Linked DNA regions of Columba livia: region 2 is linked to region 1. A link is a contact called in public Hi-C data. All regions are on one chromosome and are shown on one strand. The core of a region is the stretch at or near the end of the contact, and the rest is flanking DNA. Distances in the headings are between cores, read along the strand shown. Region 1 has its middle 100 kb from the start of SLC25A13. Region 2 holds the start of DLX6 (distal-less homeobox 6).

Region 1 (2,700 bases), core at 181-2,680:
CAGGAGGAAGCCATGGAGGCAGAAAAGCATCTTCGCCTTGAGGAAATGTTTTTGCTGAGCCACAGTTGTCTTGCATTTGTATATTTTCCTGGTTTTTTTCCCAAAAGCAGAGTTGGAAGGGAAGCCTAGGCTGAGGCAATAACCTTCAGCTGCTAGGACATGACATGGAACCCCCAGCTGGAAACAAACAAACAAAAAAAGCAAGCAATCTGCTTTGAAGGTCAGTTTGGTGATACAATGATATAATGCTGTCTGCATAAGAGAATTGTGTTGCAGAGGAGTAAACAAGAAGTCACGTGTGAAGTGGTATGAGAATGTAGCTCATTGCAAAACCAGGCCTTTCATGGAGGCTTGTGGGCTGTATAAATCACTACGCTGTTCTTAATTTTTTTGCCCTGAAGTTTGAGTTGTTCGTATCGGTCCTCTTATTTTAAGCTTACTACTATGAAAATGACTGGGGAATCTTTCTACTTCATGTTGGTTGTTATGTTTCTTTCAAAAAATTTGTGAACAACCCGGCTGTTTTTGGGACTGAAGCTGGACTTTTTGCTCATTTTTCTCCAGCTTTGACAGCTTAGGTGTTGTAGAGGGAAGTTGAGGTGGCTGTACAGGGTGTCACTGCAGCAACTCACCCTAATTTACCTGCCTATGTGGCTTTAAAAGGAACTAATCTTCCTGTGTGCTTGGAGGGTTGAAATTTTTAGATTGGCCATGCTGGGAGAGGTTTTCATTAGAGGTCCTTCCTGGAGGTGCTCCAGGAATCTCTGTTAACTGAATACGTGAAGTGTGGGAGGTGGGAATGCTTTGAGGGAGGGCATGCTGAGAGAAGATGGGGATTTGGGAAGGAGGATCTGCAGCCTGGCAAGGGTGGAAATGTGGGGAGAGAGGTTTGGCAAAGATCTGAGCACAGGAGAGGTTGGGCTTTGTACTTAAGGAAGTAGGACAGTATGTGGAGATGTGTGCGTGGTGATTGCCTGGGTGTGGGCTACGGGGGAGTCTCCACTCCCTGTTGTGGGAAGAAGATTCAGGTCACAAAGAGGTTTACATGGGCCTGTGTTTGGTAACACAACCTCCTCACCAGCCTGTCCATCAGCCGAACTGTGAGGTTCTTGGGCACAGTGTCACCAGTGTGAGCCATGCCGGCGGCTGTGTGTGTTTACCCACCTACAGCTCTGCTCTCCATGGACACTGGGGGGGTCTGCAGCGTGGGGAAGGCTGACTGGCTCTGGCCTAGATGCTGAGGGTGTTCAAAGGCAAAGTGTTGTTCACCTAACTCAGGGGAGAGTTCTCAAGGGTGCACGGCTGCTAGTGAGTTTGGCTTTCTCCTTCAGAAACTACGCACACTTAAGGAGAAATGCGAAGTCACAGATAAGCACACAAAATGGTGAGCAGTTAGAGTTAAGGCTGCCTAGAAAGCCTTCAGTCCAGCTCTTACGTGTCAGAAAAGCCTCGTTTCCCCATCAGGTCCTTGCCTCCCTCTGTTTGCACAACAGCAGGAGCAGCTTTCCTGGATACTTTCTGCTCCTGGGTCACAGTGTGTCCTGTTCCCCGCTTATTGCATTGTGTCCAGGCCGTGCTGTACAGAACGGGTGAATGCGGGTCTCTGTATCACAGCAGTCTGTGTGCTTTGCAAATGCTCTAATACGTTTTCCACCATCCCTGGGAGATGGAGAAATGTTTTCCCCTCTTTGAAGTGTACGCTAATTTTAAGTGCTGGGTGTGAGACCCCAGGACTTCATGTTTCCCTGGATTTGGTAGCATGTAAAATGCTCTGCCCATTCAAATGTTTCTTTAGCTTCAGTTACTGCTGTGCATATTCAGCATTTCTGCTGATCAGGATTTATGGGGTATCAAGTCAGCCACCCAGAAAAGGAGGAACATGCATTACAACCTTGCAGCTTTTGTAGGGAATGAGGCAAGGACTCCACAAGTTGCTACCTTCCCCTGCTAGCTTTTTCTTGAACCTTATTTTCTCTTAGCCTGCTTTTTTCTTGAACACTAACAAGGACTAACAAGTCCCCTGGGGAACAGGGCGAGTGTAGGAAAATATATGATCATAAAATTAAAGACTATGAGAATACATATGTATGGAAAAAGGAATTTATATTGCACAGACCTACAGTTCCAGCATTTCCTATCTTTTTAGTGTCTGACTTTACAGCCCTGGTAATCTCTTAATACACGCATGATCCTGTGTTTCGATAATAATACAGCTAAATTTGATTTAATTCCAAGGCATGCAGAGGAGCAAGAAGATTGATGCCCAGAAAGTTTTTGTGATGGAATTTTATTAAAGAATGAATGTTATGTAACATTTCAAACACACCAAGATCCTTCAAGATGAAGTGTGTGATATAAATGTAAAATATTTGCAAACTGTAATTTAGCAACCGTTTAAAAATCACAGCTAGTATTCCAACCTCTTACATGCTGTGGGTGAGATCCTTTGTCAATTGAGAGCTAAGGGCAGTGAATGTGAGATTCATTAAGTAATTACATAGGAACATTAATTTCAAATTAATTTCAACAGTTGTCTTAGACATTAGCAACCAAATTAGGAGACCAAACAGTAATGCAGTTTAATACTTTTAATAAATGAAGGCATTTGAAGTGATTTACATAAATGGGATGATAAGCCCTCATTTAATGGGCTTCCAAATGCTCCCTGCCTCCCCTTCCCGTTCACCTTTGCACATTGGC
Region 2 (2,700 bases), core at 96-2,595, 140 kb before region 1:
GGATGCCTGGCTCCAGGGCCATCCAGGTTTTACCCAGCTAATTGACTTCGCGTCTCCAGTTTGGTGGTCAGTGAATCACCAGTCCGAGACATTTAACAATGCTTTCCTCCCCTTGCCCCCCCTGCCGTGCCCCTCCGGATGAATACGTACAAATGAGCGGTTTTCTGCAAAAAAAAATACATAAATCAGACGGCCCCCGAGCGGAATGCGACCCGCTCGCCTGGAAACTTTCACTCCTCAGGTGTTAGCAGGAATTTTGCCTAAAGCCGGTCCCGCCGTAACAAAGGAGCGCCGTGCGCAGCCCCCTGCCCGCCGGCCACGGGGCGAACGGGGAGGCGCCGGTGCCCAGCGCCGCGGTACTGCCGGCAGCAACCGCCGGCTGGGGTAGAGTGCGGCGGCCTCGCCGCCAGGTACCGGAGCAGTAGGCCCGCAGAAGGGCCGCAGGAACAATCAACCCCCTTCTCTACCCGTCGCCCCGCGCACCCCAGGGCCGGCATCTCCCCTGGCAGGAGCGGGGGGCACGACGGGGTTTGTTATGCAGGTGGCCGGGGGTGGCCGGAGAGAGGCCCGGGGATGGAGGGATGGGGAAGAAGCTGGCAGCGGGTTAGAGAACCGGTGCCGGCTCACCTGCATCGTCCGCCCGCGTCTGGCTGGCCGCGCTGCTGTTGTGGTAGGACTGAAGGTAAGGGCTGTGCTGCGAGTGGCTCACGTAGGGGTAGGCGGCCAGAGAGCGGTGGTTGTAGGAGCCGGCGCTGCCGGAGTAGGGCGAGCTGTGGTGGTGATGCTGGTGGTGCGGGTGCGAGCCGGCGGCGGAGTGCAGGCAGTGCAGCGGATAGTGGGCGCCGGCCATGGCCGGCGAGCTCTGCTGGGAGTGAGGCGGCGGCGGCGGCGGCTGCGGCGGCGGCGGCTGCTGCTGCCCGAACTCCATGAAGGCGGATTTGGAGGAGTCTTGCGCGTCCAGCCCGTCAGCCATCGTAGTCATGGTCATCATCAAAGTTTGGGAGGGAGAGCGCGGCGCTCCCCGGCTCGCCCCCCGCGCTCTGCCTCCTCTCTGCCCAGCCACCGCCGCTCCCCTTACCCGCCGCGGCACCGCTGGAGAGGCGGCGGTGATTTAATTTAATTTCTTTTCTTTTTTTTTTTTTTTTCTTTTCCGCCTTTTTTTTTTCTTCCCCCCCCCTTTCTCTCCAAGGAGCCGTTGTGCGAGGGGCCTCGTTCACTGAGGGAGGGGAGGAAGGGGAGGGCGGTGTGCGGGGTGTGTGGAGGGGGAGGGCGGGCTACTCCCGGCGCTTTTTTACGCCGCTCTTTCCCTTCACCCCCCCCCCCCCCCGCTCCGGCGCGTGGGGTGGTTGTTTTTTTTTTTTAGTTGTTTTTTTTTTTTTTTCTGGGGGGGGGCGGCGAGAGGAGTGGGGGGTTAAGGTGGGAGCCGGGAAAGTTGGGGGCTCCTGCGCTTCGACTTGAAGGGCAGGGACGCGCACAAGTCGAATGGTTCGTCTCCGGAGGGCAGCGCCTCCCTCATTGGTCACTCAACCCCCTGACGTCACCGCCCCGCCGCGCCGGCAACGCGCGCGCTACCCGCGCCCGCCCCCTCCCCCCCCTAACCCCCCTCCCTTTTCCCCCACCCGCGCGCGGGGTGCGGAACGCGCGCGGGTGGGGGAAAAGGGGAGAGCCTGTTCCCATCCCCCTCGCCACCCTCCCAAATCACAGAGCCCCTCAACACAAGACACCCCCCCTCCCCTCCCTTGCGCGGTATTTTCGCTGTGGCGAAACGACGCGCAGCGCATTTTCATTTTCTTTTCCTTTCTTTTTTTTTTTCCCCGGCTGAAAGCAGCGGCGGCAGCAGCAGCTCCCGTAATCGCTTTCAAATATATGCAAATGGCTACGTGCGGTTGGCGGTTTTGGCAAAAGCTTGATTAGTATATAAACGACCCAAGGAAAAAAAAAAATAGAAAAAAAAGCGCCTGCGCCCTAAATTTGTCTTTAGATTACAATTCCAGTTGATTTTATTTTATTGTCAACATTGTTAATGATAAAAATAGAGTCGTTTTACAGTTATTTTTACTTTCTGGAAGGAGGCAATTAGACTTCTAATCAGGAATACACAAAAATCTCCCATGATTAACTGCAGTACTTTGTTCAAATTGCTGCTATAAAATTCAGAACAATTTGCCTGTAATGATTATGGACTGGGTTTATTTTGGGAGGTGGAATAAAAGTGGATATAGCATAAATTATCCTCTAATTATACACCAGTGTCGCCTCAATTATCCTCTTATCAAAATGGTTGTCTAACTGCCGCATTTAGTTTCAATTCTCTCCTTTTTTCTATAAAAAGAACTTCATACCTTGTTATTATTAATCCATTTATTATTTGCAAGGGGATTTATATCCGAACATCCAGGTGGTATTACCACTTCTCTTACAAAGATGGACTGGGGAAAGACATTAAGTTTGATCCAGCACTGCAGAGGATCTCTCTCTCTCCCCTCTTCTCTCTCTCCCCTCTCTCTCTCTCACTCCCTCTCTCTTTTTTCCCCCTCTTTCCCTGGCTTAAATCTCCTCGCGTCCAGCTAAGCATGAACTCCAGAGACAGACCCCACCGGAGAGGACTGAGGTAGGAAGGACCCGGCGGAACTCGCTAAGCCTTGAGAAATCCGAAAGTTGCTCTAGATAGGGAAACGGGCTGGAGGCTTCGGGTTTTGA

The links. Hi-C and Micro-C count contacts between places; a contact is called where the count stands out from the background.
Region 2: a Hi-C map of crop shows a contact between it and region 1, with 1.6 times the contacts expected there. The contact joins the promoter of DLX6 here to the enhancer-like site in region 1. A contact is called at or near these places in 2 of 2 Hi-C or Micro-C datasets (crop and liver).

Annotation. Positions count from the first base shown.
Region 1 is chr2:27,385,116-27,387,815 of bColLiv1.pat.W.v2, reverse strand. No RefSeq gene overlaps it. Among named protein-coding and RNA genes, the nearest start is that of SLC25A13, 100 kb to the right of the region's middle. Within about 2 kb of position 1,430, at least 2 of the 3 cell types and tissues checked have an H3K27ac peak away from gene starts, as active enhancers do.
Region 2 is chr2:27,524,325-27,527,024 of bColLiv1.pat.W.v2, reverse strand. DLX6 (distal-less homeobox 6) reads right to left here and starts at 1,345. Exons shown (of 3, transcript XM_065051132.1): 1 at 628-1,345. The coding sequence starts at 991. LOC135578439 reads left to right here and starts at 1,356. Exons shown (of 2, transcript XM_065051131.1): 1 at 1,356-2,611. All of the region lies in intron 2 of LOC135578440 (a long non-coding RNA gene), which reads left to right.